Linked DNA regions of Mus musculus: regions 2 and 3 are each linked to region 1. Evidence: chromatin contacts called from public Hi-C and HiChIP or PLAC-seq data. All regions are on one chromosome and are shown on one strand. The core of a region is the stretch at or near the end of the contact, and the rest is flanking DNA. Distances in the headings are between cores, read along the strand shown.

The links. Hi-C and Micro-C count contacts between places; a contact is called where the count stands out from the background. HiChIP or PLAC-seq counts read pairs in DNA pulled down with a chosen protein or histone mark.
Region 2: a contact with region 1 is called in a Hi-C map of liver, with 4 times the contacts expected there. The contact joins the enhancer-like site here to the promoter of Foxa1 in region 1. A contact is called at or near these places in 3 of 39 promoter capture datasets (embryonic stem cells and liver), 3 of 15 datasets of contacts at CTCF or cohesin (the G1E-ER4 cell line, embryonic stem cells and liver), 40 of 484 Hi-C or Micro-C datasets (8-cell embryo, the AML12 cell line, the AtT-20 cell line and 10 more), 11 of 115 datasets of contacts at active chromatin or transcription factors (embryonic stem cells, fetal liver, hepatocytes and 3 more) and 1 of 9 other capture datasets (embryonic stem cells).
Region 3: a contact with region 1 is called in an H3K4me3 HiChIP or PLAC-seq map of neural progenitor cells, with 30 read pairs. The contact joins the enhancer-like site here to the promoter of Foxa1 in region 1. A contact is called at or near these places in 3 of 39 promoter capture datasets (the SN4741 cell line, embryonic stem cells and liver), 2 of 15 datasets of contacts at CTCF or cohesin (the G1E-ER4 cell line and embryonic stem cells), 31 of 484 Hi-C or Micro-C datasets (8-cell embryo, the BV-2 cell line, the HL-1 cell line and 7 more), 10 of 115 datasets of contacts at active chromatin or transcription factors (the HPC-7 cell line, embryonic stem cells, fetal liver and 3 more) and 1 of 9 other capture datasets (embryonic stem cells).

Annotation. Positions count from the first base shown.
Region 1 is chr12:57,544,583-57,547,990 of GRCm38.p6, forward strand. Foxa1 (forkhead box A1) reads right to left here and starts at 1,529. Exons shown (of 2, transcript NM_008259.4): 1 at 1,082-1,529. The coding sequence starts at 1,153. It also overlaps a transcript of Ttc6 not described here.
Region 2 is chr12:57,443,045-57,446,452 of GRCm38.p6, forward strand. All of the region lies in intron 9 of Mipol1 (mirror-image polydactyly 1), which reads left to right. It overlaps Gm16246 (a long non-coding RNA gene), which reads right to left. Exons shown (of 3, transcript XR_381624.3): 2 at 1,278-1,431. Among named protein-coding and RNA genes, the nearest start is that of Gm16246, 5.6 kb to the right of the region's middle. Within about 2 kb of position 1,532, at least 18 of the 459 cell types and tissues checked have an H3K27ac peak or open chromatin away from gene starts, as enhancers often do. A contact at or near this core is called in the AtT-20 cell line, hepatocytes and liver, where this site is marked.
Region 3 is chr12:57,465,031-57,468,438 of GRCm38.p6, forward strand. No RefSeq gene overlaps it. Among named protein-coding and RNA genes, the nearest start is that of Gm16246, 16 kb to the left of the region's middle. Within about 2 kb of position 1,826, at least 6 of the 459 cell types and tissues checked have an H3K27ac peak or open chromatin away from gene starts, as enhancers often do. A contact at or near this core is called in neural progenitor cells, where this site is marked.

The sequences.
Region 1 (3,408 bases), core at 279-2,778:
CGAAATCTCCATCCGTAGCAGTCGAGATAATAACTAGGTGGCTAAAAAACAAGAGTCCTGACGTATAACTGCTTATTTGGTAATCTAACAGAAAATATTGACGTCCTTAAATTTATGTTCATCAGCAAATGTAACTCCATGTGAAACTATAAGAGATGAATAGATTTCAAAAAGAAGACTCAAAAAAGAGATGGTTCCCAAAGAAACACAGAAACGAATAAATAAATCGCCGCGAAGGTCTTTTCGGACTCTGTACTTTTCTGTACAGATCTTAAAGTACTTTGGGATTTATTTCTAGTCCTCTCTCCAAGATCGCACGAGGCTTTCTCGGTAAGCGCTTTCGATAACGGTAATTACACTTTTGAAGGTAATCGGCAGCTGTTTCTAGAAAATACTTTCAATAGGTAGTGGCCCTGCCTGTACCTGATTCTCCTCGCAATGCTTTTGTGCACAATGTAAAATAAACCCAGTGAACATGCCACCAAGGGGACAATGAAGAGAAACAGGTTCTTGGCCCCGAGTTCTGGAAAAAGATTCTGTTCGCACTAGCGCCACCCAGCGGTCCTAGAGACGAACGAATAGACACTTTTCTACAAATGGCTTTTGAAGAATTAAGTTTTATAAAATTTAGAAATCATTCTTTACGAAAAACTCCAACTTCTGCAACAGATCATTTTTATCCAAAGACGTCGGCTAATTACATGGTGTGACCGAGAGGCCTCCCGGTAAGCGAGCACCGACTCTCTCAGTTATTCTTTACTCAAGCCAGAGCCCGCCTGCCCGCCCGCGGCTCCCGGGGCTGGGCTCCAGCCCCGGCTCTCTAGCGGGCAAAGACAAGTGCTTCCCTTCCGGAGCCCGTGTTTTCAAAGCCCAGAGTTTCCCAAAACTCTCCGCTGGTTGCAAGCGCCAGGACCCAGCGGGCAGCGGGCTGATCGAGAGGTCGGGTGGGGGCCACACTGGAAGCCGCGCCTCGGGCGAGCCGCCCCCACCCCGCCCGCCCCAGTCCGGGCAGGAGCCCACCTCGCCTGAGTCTCCCCGGACACCGACTCTGGGGACGCCCCACCGCCTCCCCGCCTCTCACCTCCTGCGTGTCCGCGTAGTAGCTGTTCCAGTCGTTGCTCTCATGCCCTTCCATCTTCACAGTCCCTAACATCCTGGAGCCAGCCCGGCCGACACAACCATCCAACCCTGTGCGGAGCGACGGGCGGGTGCGCTGCTCGGGGCGGGGGAGGGGCGCGGAGCCGCTGCGGTCACCGGAGCGCTCGAGGGCCCAGCGCCACCCGGGCGAGGAGGAAGCCCGGCGCTGCGGGGCGCGGCGTGCGCGGCGGCGGCGGCGCGGCGCGGCGGGAGGGGGCAGCGCCGGGGACAGGAGGCGGCCGCGGAGCGCGGCGCCCGGCAGCGCCTCCGCGGGAAGTGAGCGGGCGGCCTGTGCGAAGCGAGTGCAGTTGAGCTGATGTGGATCTTACGTCGCCGGAGTGCCCACCTCCTCGTCCTCTCCCCATTTGTCCGCCGCACAAAGACGCTCGCACCTACAAAGCCCGAGGTGCACCTGTGAGGCGGCCGCCCGCCAGTCCAGCCGCCGCGCCTCCCGCCCCGCCGCGCCAGCGCCGCGCGCCCCCCGCGCCCCTCCCGCCATCCCCTCCCCCAAACCTGGCCCTCACTTTGTTTACAAAGCAGTATAATTGGTTTAAGCCTCGCGGCTAGGGAAAGAGGAAAATAGGGCGGGTGTGTGTGTGACCCCCTTTGGAAAAGGAAAAAAAGAGAAAGAAAAGAAAAGGAAAAAAAAGAAGAAAAGGAAAAATAGGCGGTGCCTTGGAGGACAGGCCAGGGCTCTGGACCCAAAGAGCTGTGCTGCGGGAGAAGGACCTGGGTGGTGGCATCAGAGCTACAGCGCAAGGATCGTGCTCGCTGAATGACCCCGAGTTCCCTCCTAGAGGTGCTCACCACCCCCTGGACCTTACTACGACTCCGCTCTTGGTCCACTTGGCTCCTTTGCTCCCCTCATCCTGATTCTTGACCCAAAGTTCAACCCTGGAAGACTACCCCTACTTCCCGGCCTTCGGGGCTTGGAGAGGGGAAAAGCCCCACTTTTGCCTCGTCACTAGAAACCCAGTCATCTGAGTCAGCCGAGCAAAGTGACGTTAGGCCGACCTGGGCTCCTGGCGAGCAGAACGGAGGCGCTGCCACGAAACTCGTACCTGCGGCTAAGAGCAGGTGAGTCACAGCACCGTTTTATATTTTTATGACATAACTTTTTTTTTCCGCCTCAGTCCACTCCACTCCCCTTGTCAACTGCAGCGATCAGAAAGAGGAAGAAACTGCGCGCAGATGTTTGTGTGATAAGGCAGGCGGATCCTAGTCAAGCCTGCCTCTCTGCCGGGCTCCTCCTCCTCCTCCTCCCCCCCTTCTACAGCCTCTGGGACCAAGCTAGAGGCGACCGTCTGGTTTCTGATAGAGAAAGGTCAGGGGGAGGGGACATCTTCCTAAACACCGGCATAAACTGGGAGTGTATGGGCCTGGGTGCTGGAACGCATCTGCCACGCTAAATGAGGTGCCAGCCTGAAGCTGGAGTCAGCCCACAGAGGTGCCTGGTCGTCTCTGAGCTGGAAGAGCAGGGCTAGGCTATCAGACTCTCAAAAGGTCCTGGGTAGATGGGGAAAATTCTCCCCCACTCAAAGTCTCTCGCTTTCTTCCAGTTCTTCATAGTTAGTGGCTTGCCCTCGTATCCAGCGGAAAGAGACTAACCAAAGAGATTAGGCTAGACAGAGTGTGTGATAGGTTTGGAGAAGGTGCTTACCCCCCCCCCCATTGACTGCAAGTGTTCGTGAAAATGTATACTACCTCGTGCATTTCGAAGTAAGTGTGACTGTGCGGCCCTTCCTGTGTGTTGCTCCAGTCTGTAGGTATACTAGATTTCCATTAGAAACAATCAAGTTAACTTTAAAGTCACCAAGAGACTAAAATATTCTTGGTTTGCAAAGCTTTTTTTTTAAGGTAATTAATCTCATGTGAAGGAATGTGTTTTCACTTGTCTTCCAAATAGATTACCCCCCCCCCAACACACACACACTCCGTGCTTTGTTCTTTTAAATCTTTCTTCCCTGAAATCTGGCAAGAGAATCAGGTTAAATCCTTGAACCAAATAAATCTCTTAGATCAGTAGGAGAGCAGAGAAGGTGAAGATGTGTAGTTAAGGAAATAAAAAAAAAGATAAAAGCATTGGATTACAATTCCTTTTTGAACAAAAAGTGTGTGTGTGTGTGTGTGTGTGTGTGTGTGTGTGTGTGTGTGTGTGTGTAGACATCACATTATAAGCAAAGGAATGAGAGTGAAATTAAATCCGCCTGGAACACAACAGAGCAGACAACTCTCCCCAACTGCAATTTGCCCCTGTGACTAGAAGTCACT
Region 2 (3,408 bases), core at 282-2,781, 100 kb before region 1:
CAGATCCCCGGGAGCCAGTATTATGGATGATTCTGAACCAACGAGTGAGTGCTGGGACTCGAACTGAAGTCCTCTGCAAGAAGAAGGGCCAAACCAACTCTCCAGCCCCCCATTAACCCCTTTGATGTAGGATGATATATCCTGCAAGGTCATCAACTCAATATTCGGCTCTGAGGTACCAGTTCTTATTTAATACTTAGGAAGATAATGGTTTTTTTTAAAAATGCATTTTTTTTTTACAATCCGGATTTTATTCCCCTCCCAGTCTGCCCTCTCACTGTTCCACATCCCATACCTCCTCCCCCAATCCCCTTTCTTCAGGAGGATGTCCCCACCCCACCCCCACCCCCACCACACCAGACCTCCCCACTCCCTGGGGCCTCCAGTCTCTTGAGGGTTACGTGCATCTTCTCAGACTGAGTCCAGACCTGGCAGGCCTCTGTTGTCTATGTGTTGAGGTCCTCCTATCAGCTGTTTTTTGCTGCCTGGTTGGTGACCCAGTGTCTGAGAGATCTCCGGGGTCCAGGCTAGTTGAGACTGCTGGTCCTCCTATAGGGTCACCCTCCTCAGCTAGGAAGATAATCTTTGGCTTTCTATCGTTAGGCTATTAAAATTCAGATCAGCATTTTTGGTAATTGTATTAAATGTCCTTTAAAATTTGTTAGTCTGACAAGAGTATATTTGTAAAGAAATCAGCCATATTTCTAAAAAAAAAAAAAAACTGTTCAATTGTAAAGTAGTTTAATAATATTTAAACTGATAAAATTTATTTTTATTTAACAAATGAAATTTCCAATTTTTTCTGCCTTACCAACTAGAGTCATTAAAATAAGAGGCCACAAAATTTGGAAAGTTATTTAAACTATAAAAAGTTTGGTGTCTCCCAACTCCAGAGCATGTTTCAGTCTTTATGAGAACAGCTGTACAGCAGGTTTTCCACAAGCCTAGTGTGGTATTGAAAGGGCCTGGGCCGTTTTATACTTTGGGACTGGCATTCACCAGGATGAAAAGTTGGATACTTTTTTTTTGTTCCTCTTATGTTTGTATGATATTGCTGTATATAATTACAATGGACACCCTTTTATATTAATTTTCATGTGGCCGTTTTCTGAACAGGATACTAAAAATAAAATAATCTGAATGCTTTTACACCTACACACTATATTGCTAAGCAAATTATTTATGGAGGGGAAGGAAAGATAAAGTTGCTTTTAAGAGTCCTTTAACATATCAGTTTGATAACTAGCAAAACACCTTTACAGCCATTAAATATTTACCAAGACTTGGCTTTAGGCAAGGGGGCAGTTTAGTGCACCAAATTTGACTCTCTGCAATGCCATTGATTAGCTATCAGGAGGACAGAGTTAATAAGTAACTTGAAGTATTACAGAGTGCTCTGCATTCTTGTCAAACCTTTTCTCTGAAGATGGCCTAAAAAAAAAAAAAAAAAAAAAAAAGTCAGTTCCAACCGGCATTCACCTCGCCAATGATTGCACAAGCACCGCTCTGAAAGAAATAAAGGCCAGGCAGGTCAGTTGAGTGGCGCTTAAGCAATCCTTCCCAGTGACTGTTGTCATTGCCGCCGGACTTCAGAACTGAACATGTTTACATTTAATTAGAAAGGACACACAGTTTATAGCACAGTAGCTATCAATATCGGATCAGAATTGATTTCCGCTTTTTCTCCAGTGATTGCTTCCTTCAGGCTAATTAAAAAAGGCATATAACCAAATGACTCACATAAATTTTAAAGCAAAGTAAACAGTATTCCCTGGAGAGCCAAACAAAAGTAAATGGCAGTCATCCTTAATATTAGCTAAATTTTTTAAAAAGAATTCTGATGCTTATGCGTGTGTCGTAAGTCGTGTTTTAGTGTTATCAGAGTGGTGAGGTGCTAGTGTTTCCCTTTGAAGAAACCTCAGCGAATTGCTTTTGCTTTTGCTTCAGATACTTCAGCTCCAGAAGACACAATAGCCTTAGTTTTATCTCTATAATCCCTAAAACATGGAGATAAGTCGGTCTGAGGGAAGCTTGGGCTTTGACAGGTTCTTAGTTTCCACACACAAACACACACACAAAAGACAACCAAACATTGAAAATACAATAAAAAAGAAGTTAATTTCCTTTTTAGTAAGGGGCATAGAACATGTATGTTGTTTGCTAAAATTAAAGACCATTCAGGTGGCTAACAGGTTTTTGTAATCACCACAGGTAAATTTATAGTATATGTAACAATACATATTAATATATAATATGTGTATTATACAATAGATAATATATAAAAGATTGTTTCTTTTCATTCTCTGATCTGTCTGAAAGAGACTGGTGTTCAATTTCACTAGCTAGTATTTTAATGATTGTATAAACTTCTGTGAAAATATTATAAAAATCAAAAAAATATGGGGGAGCGTGTGCGGGACTTTTGGGATAGCATTGGAAATGTAAATGAAATAAATACCTAATTAAAAAAAAATCAGAGAAATAAAGGAAAATGGGAGAAAAGTAGCTACCTCCCCCACCAGGAGAATCAAGCCTAAGTCCCCCTTATTCCTCATATGTGATGTCTGCCATGCACACTACATCTCCTTTTGATGGCCAGCAACACACAAGAAAATACAGAATGATTCAGATTAAGCACAGCCCTTAAGAAATGTGAGTTAAATAATTGTCAGTCATTTAGTAAGCATTCTGCCAAGTACTACAGATAAATGATGACTCAAACTTCTGTAAGATTAAGGATGTGGGTGGACCCCGATGATGTAGTGCACACGCATTAAGGGGGCTTCGGGTTTAGTCCCGAGCACCCCGAAAGTAAAGTGAAAATAAACCTAAGAGATTATATTATTGTCTGTTTTAGTGACTATTACACATTATACTTGTGTTTGTATAGTTGTTCAATAAATATCCAATGAATGGCTCCTACAAAAATTATTTCACATCAAGCAAAGTTTACTGAGCCACAGGCAGGCCTTGTTTTCAGCTCTACAGGGAAACTTCTGAAATCAAGCGAAGATGCCACATCTTCCAGTGGGTGTGCACCCGGAGTCGTTCCAGGTAGACTGACTCCTAAAGGGGCTCAATGCTTACTTTTCTTCATTTTGTTTCCTTTTTAAATCTTAGGCTCTTGATTACTCTTAGTGCTCACAAAGAAACCAAGCCATAACCCACATTGTTAATAAACGTTTAGTGTATTTCCTCCTAAAGAAGGGCTTAGACACCTGACGAAGATTTCTTAACAGCTATTAAGACAAAAAAATTAAGAACTGTGTGATTTGGGGTAAGGAATCCTTATTCTACAGATATTGACTGAAAAACACTTTCTAAGTAGTAAATTGGTATCAAATGGTTAAAGGGGGGGTTGTTTTGGAGATTTTTTTCCTGATGCATGCTATGTATTCAATGTGAAAT
Region 3 (3,408 bases), core at 576-3,075, 79 kb before region 1:
GGGCCGCACACGCACACTCATGCTTTCTCCTTCTCTCATTGATCCTAGTACCACAGTGATTAACAAAGCCAGAGGCAAACCTCGTCACCCAGGACAATTACACAATCTACTTAAGTAACCAGGGACATTTGGCTAAAACTTGATAGACAGAAAAATATAGCAGGAGTTTCTATATCCAGGATCAAATGTGGCTTTGATATTAATGTAAGTTACATGTAAATGTGAGTTTGACCTAGCATCCTTTTCCTTCATTCTGTTCTTAGATGCAGTCAGAACACCTTCCACAGTTTAAACGTAAACGGGCCGCACTGTTCCCGTATACTTCTTTAAAATTAAATCTCTCTTAAACATGGTTTAATAGCTAACAGAAAGAATATGTTAAATGTTTTCAGTTTTCCAGAAAGTGATCACCTAATGAAATGACGCACTGGTAAAGGGTGTGGATCTAGTGTAGAAACTGAGTTTTTCTTCTTCATCATTGCTGTTTAGATGGTGTGTTGTACATAATGTGCTTGGCATAATGAATCATTATACTTTCATTTGCTAAACCTCTTAGAACTTCCCCTTTTCCTTAAACACAGAAATTTGTTTATTAGTATAAAATTAGTATAGTAAAATTAGTATAAATTGGTATTATTCGTGTAGAGAATGAATACAAGTTTACATAACTCAAAGCTTAGTTTGCCTATACTAAAGCCTCATTGAAAATCTGATATACCTAAACTGTCACTGATAATTTATTTCCACAGGAATTCCGTTGGACTGATGGAGAAGTTTAAATTTAGTTCACATTCTAAGATTGTGTAGTTGACTACTGCTTCCTTCTGAGACAGAGATTTTCCCAATAAATCCATAAAAAAAAAATCTTTGCTTGCTTCAGCATAACCTTGATGGTGCAATTATAAAAACATTATATACTTAAACTTCATTCTTGATCCCGTGCATTCAAAAAGAAAATAATCTCTAATGATACTGGATAGAATACCAGCTGAATTATATTTTTTCTTTCTTACAATGGTGTAGATTCTTAACCACTAAGCCAGGTATCTCTCAATCGCTAGGTGTTATGGGTTCTTAAACTCGACAGAAGCAGATTTTTCCATCTGTTCTTAACCTAAGTAAATATAAAGAAGACATCTTTATGTTGATTAATCAAATGTTTCTATGGAACAACTAAAAAGCAAAATTTAAGATTTAAATTTAAAATTCAAATGATATTTTATAACTTAATAATCTTAAATTTTTATGATTTTTGGTAGTTATATAAACTATTAATAGTTCATAGACTATTGTGACATTTTACTCTTTCCTCTGAAATATCCTGGAAGCATGCATAAACCATATGTGATTTCTCTTCCTATTATTATTTATAAAATATGTAAGAATAACAAATAACATTTAATATTTTCAAACATCTTCCTTAAGGTAATCTTCCTTCTAAATTGAGTTATGCGTTTTCACATCCGCCTTCCAAGTTCTCCACTCCTGACTCTCAGAGGGCCTAATCTTTCCCAGAGTGATGGGAGAGGCGCAGTTCAAGAACAAGAATGAATCTCTGTATAATCACACCACAATGTGAGGTGACCCTAAGACAGAGAACTGACCAGATACACATATGGGTTTTAGGAAGACTTTCTGGAGCTCTTTTTTAACACAGCTGTGAGAAGAATGTGGCTAAGACCCAGTAGTCATTCTTGAGTAGAACCGGCAAAGGAAACCATGAGGAGAAGAGAATTTAACACATGGGCGTGAGCGAGTACGTCTTCATTGATGAGATCTGAGGGGAATGCCTAATGACCACAAGAATCAACCTTGGCAATGAGAACACAAAGCTCTTTTCATTGATTCAAAGGCAGACTCTGAAGCTGCAGATGGCCACCTCCAGCCTTGGCTATTCACTGTGCGGGTTTATAAAATGGCACTTTGGTGAATACTAATAGATCAAAACAAAGATTTAATAATGTAAAGATGTGGTGTTAAGTTTTTGATGAGTATACAGGCCAGTGTTTCCAAAAAAAGAATAAAGAGAGTACCTATTACATGTGGGTCGAATGTCTTTATTTTTCAAGTTCAAAACTAAATGTCATCTTCAGCATACAGATTGTGCTTTGTGTTGATTTGTCTCCATTCTGAAAATGAGACAAAATTAGGGCTTATACTTATGCTCACTCATCTCATGACTTCTTTTTAGGACAATGCTGATGAATGTCACCTGTTAATATTTCTATAAAGCTCACTTGGTAGGTAGATATGTTGCTGTTTGACAGGGACGAGTCAGTATCATTACAACAGTAGGTTAGACAGTTTTGTATATGAACAGAACTTTGTCTCACCTTTCTGGGGAATGTAAAAGAGCTGTTGTTTAGCCTTTGAACAGTGACCCAGTCTTGGAGTTATATTTTTGGTTGTTTTTACTTTATAAAACCTCACTATAAAACCTTAGAAAATAAGTATTTTTATGTATAAAAAATAATATTTCATATTTGACTTGCCACTTGTATTTATACAATTGAGTTAAATTTAATGTAAAATAAATTTAAATTAAAATATGACCTATTTTCTGCAGGGATAACTTTGTTGCTAGATTTGGATAGTCTATAAAGTTCTTAAATTAAACCCAAACAATTTATCTAAAATAAACTAAACACATGAGCCTAACTCAGTAATATATTTATTTCTGCTATTCATGAAGTAAATATAGCTGTCTGTATCACTAAATCTTTTTACGTGGCAAGCTACAGGAATATATGTTAAACTGGTAGACTAGACCTGCAAGTTAAAGAGAATGCAGCTTCACATCTAATAGGAGCATCAGTGGAGTAACCGAGCCTGGCTTGCTATGACATGATGAGTAAGCTGTGCTTCCTCTCAGTGTTCCCATCTGGAAGATGGAACCAATGAGTTGCATGCTGTACTCCAAAGCAGAGCTGAAGGATCAGATAACTGTATTCATATTCATAGAAGTTTAATTGAGAGAATTGTGCTCCTATCAAAGATATAAATATTAAATTTCAAGATTATAATTACATGTTTGGGTCCAGAAATAACATTAAAAGTATTAATGTTTAGCCTTTTGAGGAGGAGATTGTTTGTAAGCATAAATCTTAGAAACTGAAAGCAAAAAGTTTTCTTTATTATGCGTGGGAAGGCAAAATGGTAAAACAGTGCCCCAAAGAAGGGGGATTGGCAGTGAGCCGCGTGCTTACCCTCGGAGGGCGGGACTCCCAGGGCTCTCCCCAGCACATACACCTCCATAAATACAAAATGACTCAAAACTTATTCCTGCTAGTAGCAAGTGAAAACAACACAAATAGTGGTTGTGATGGTTTGTATGCATTCGGCCCAGGGAGTGCAATGTGACGGTTTGTATATACTGAGCCCAGGGAGTAGCCCTGTTAGAAGGTAAGG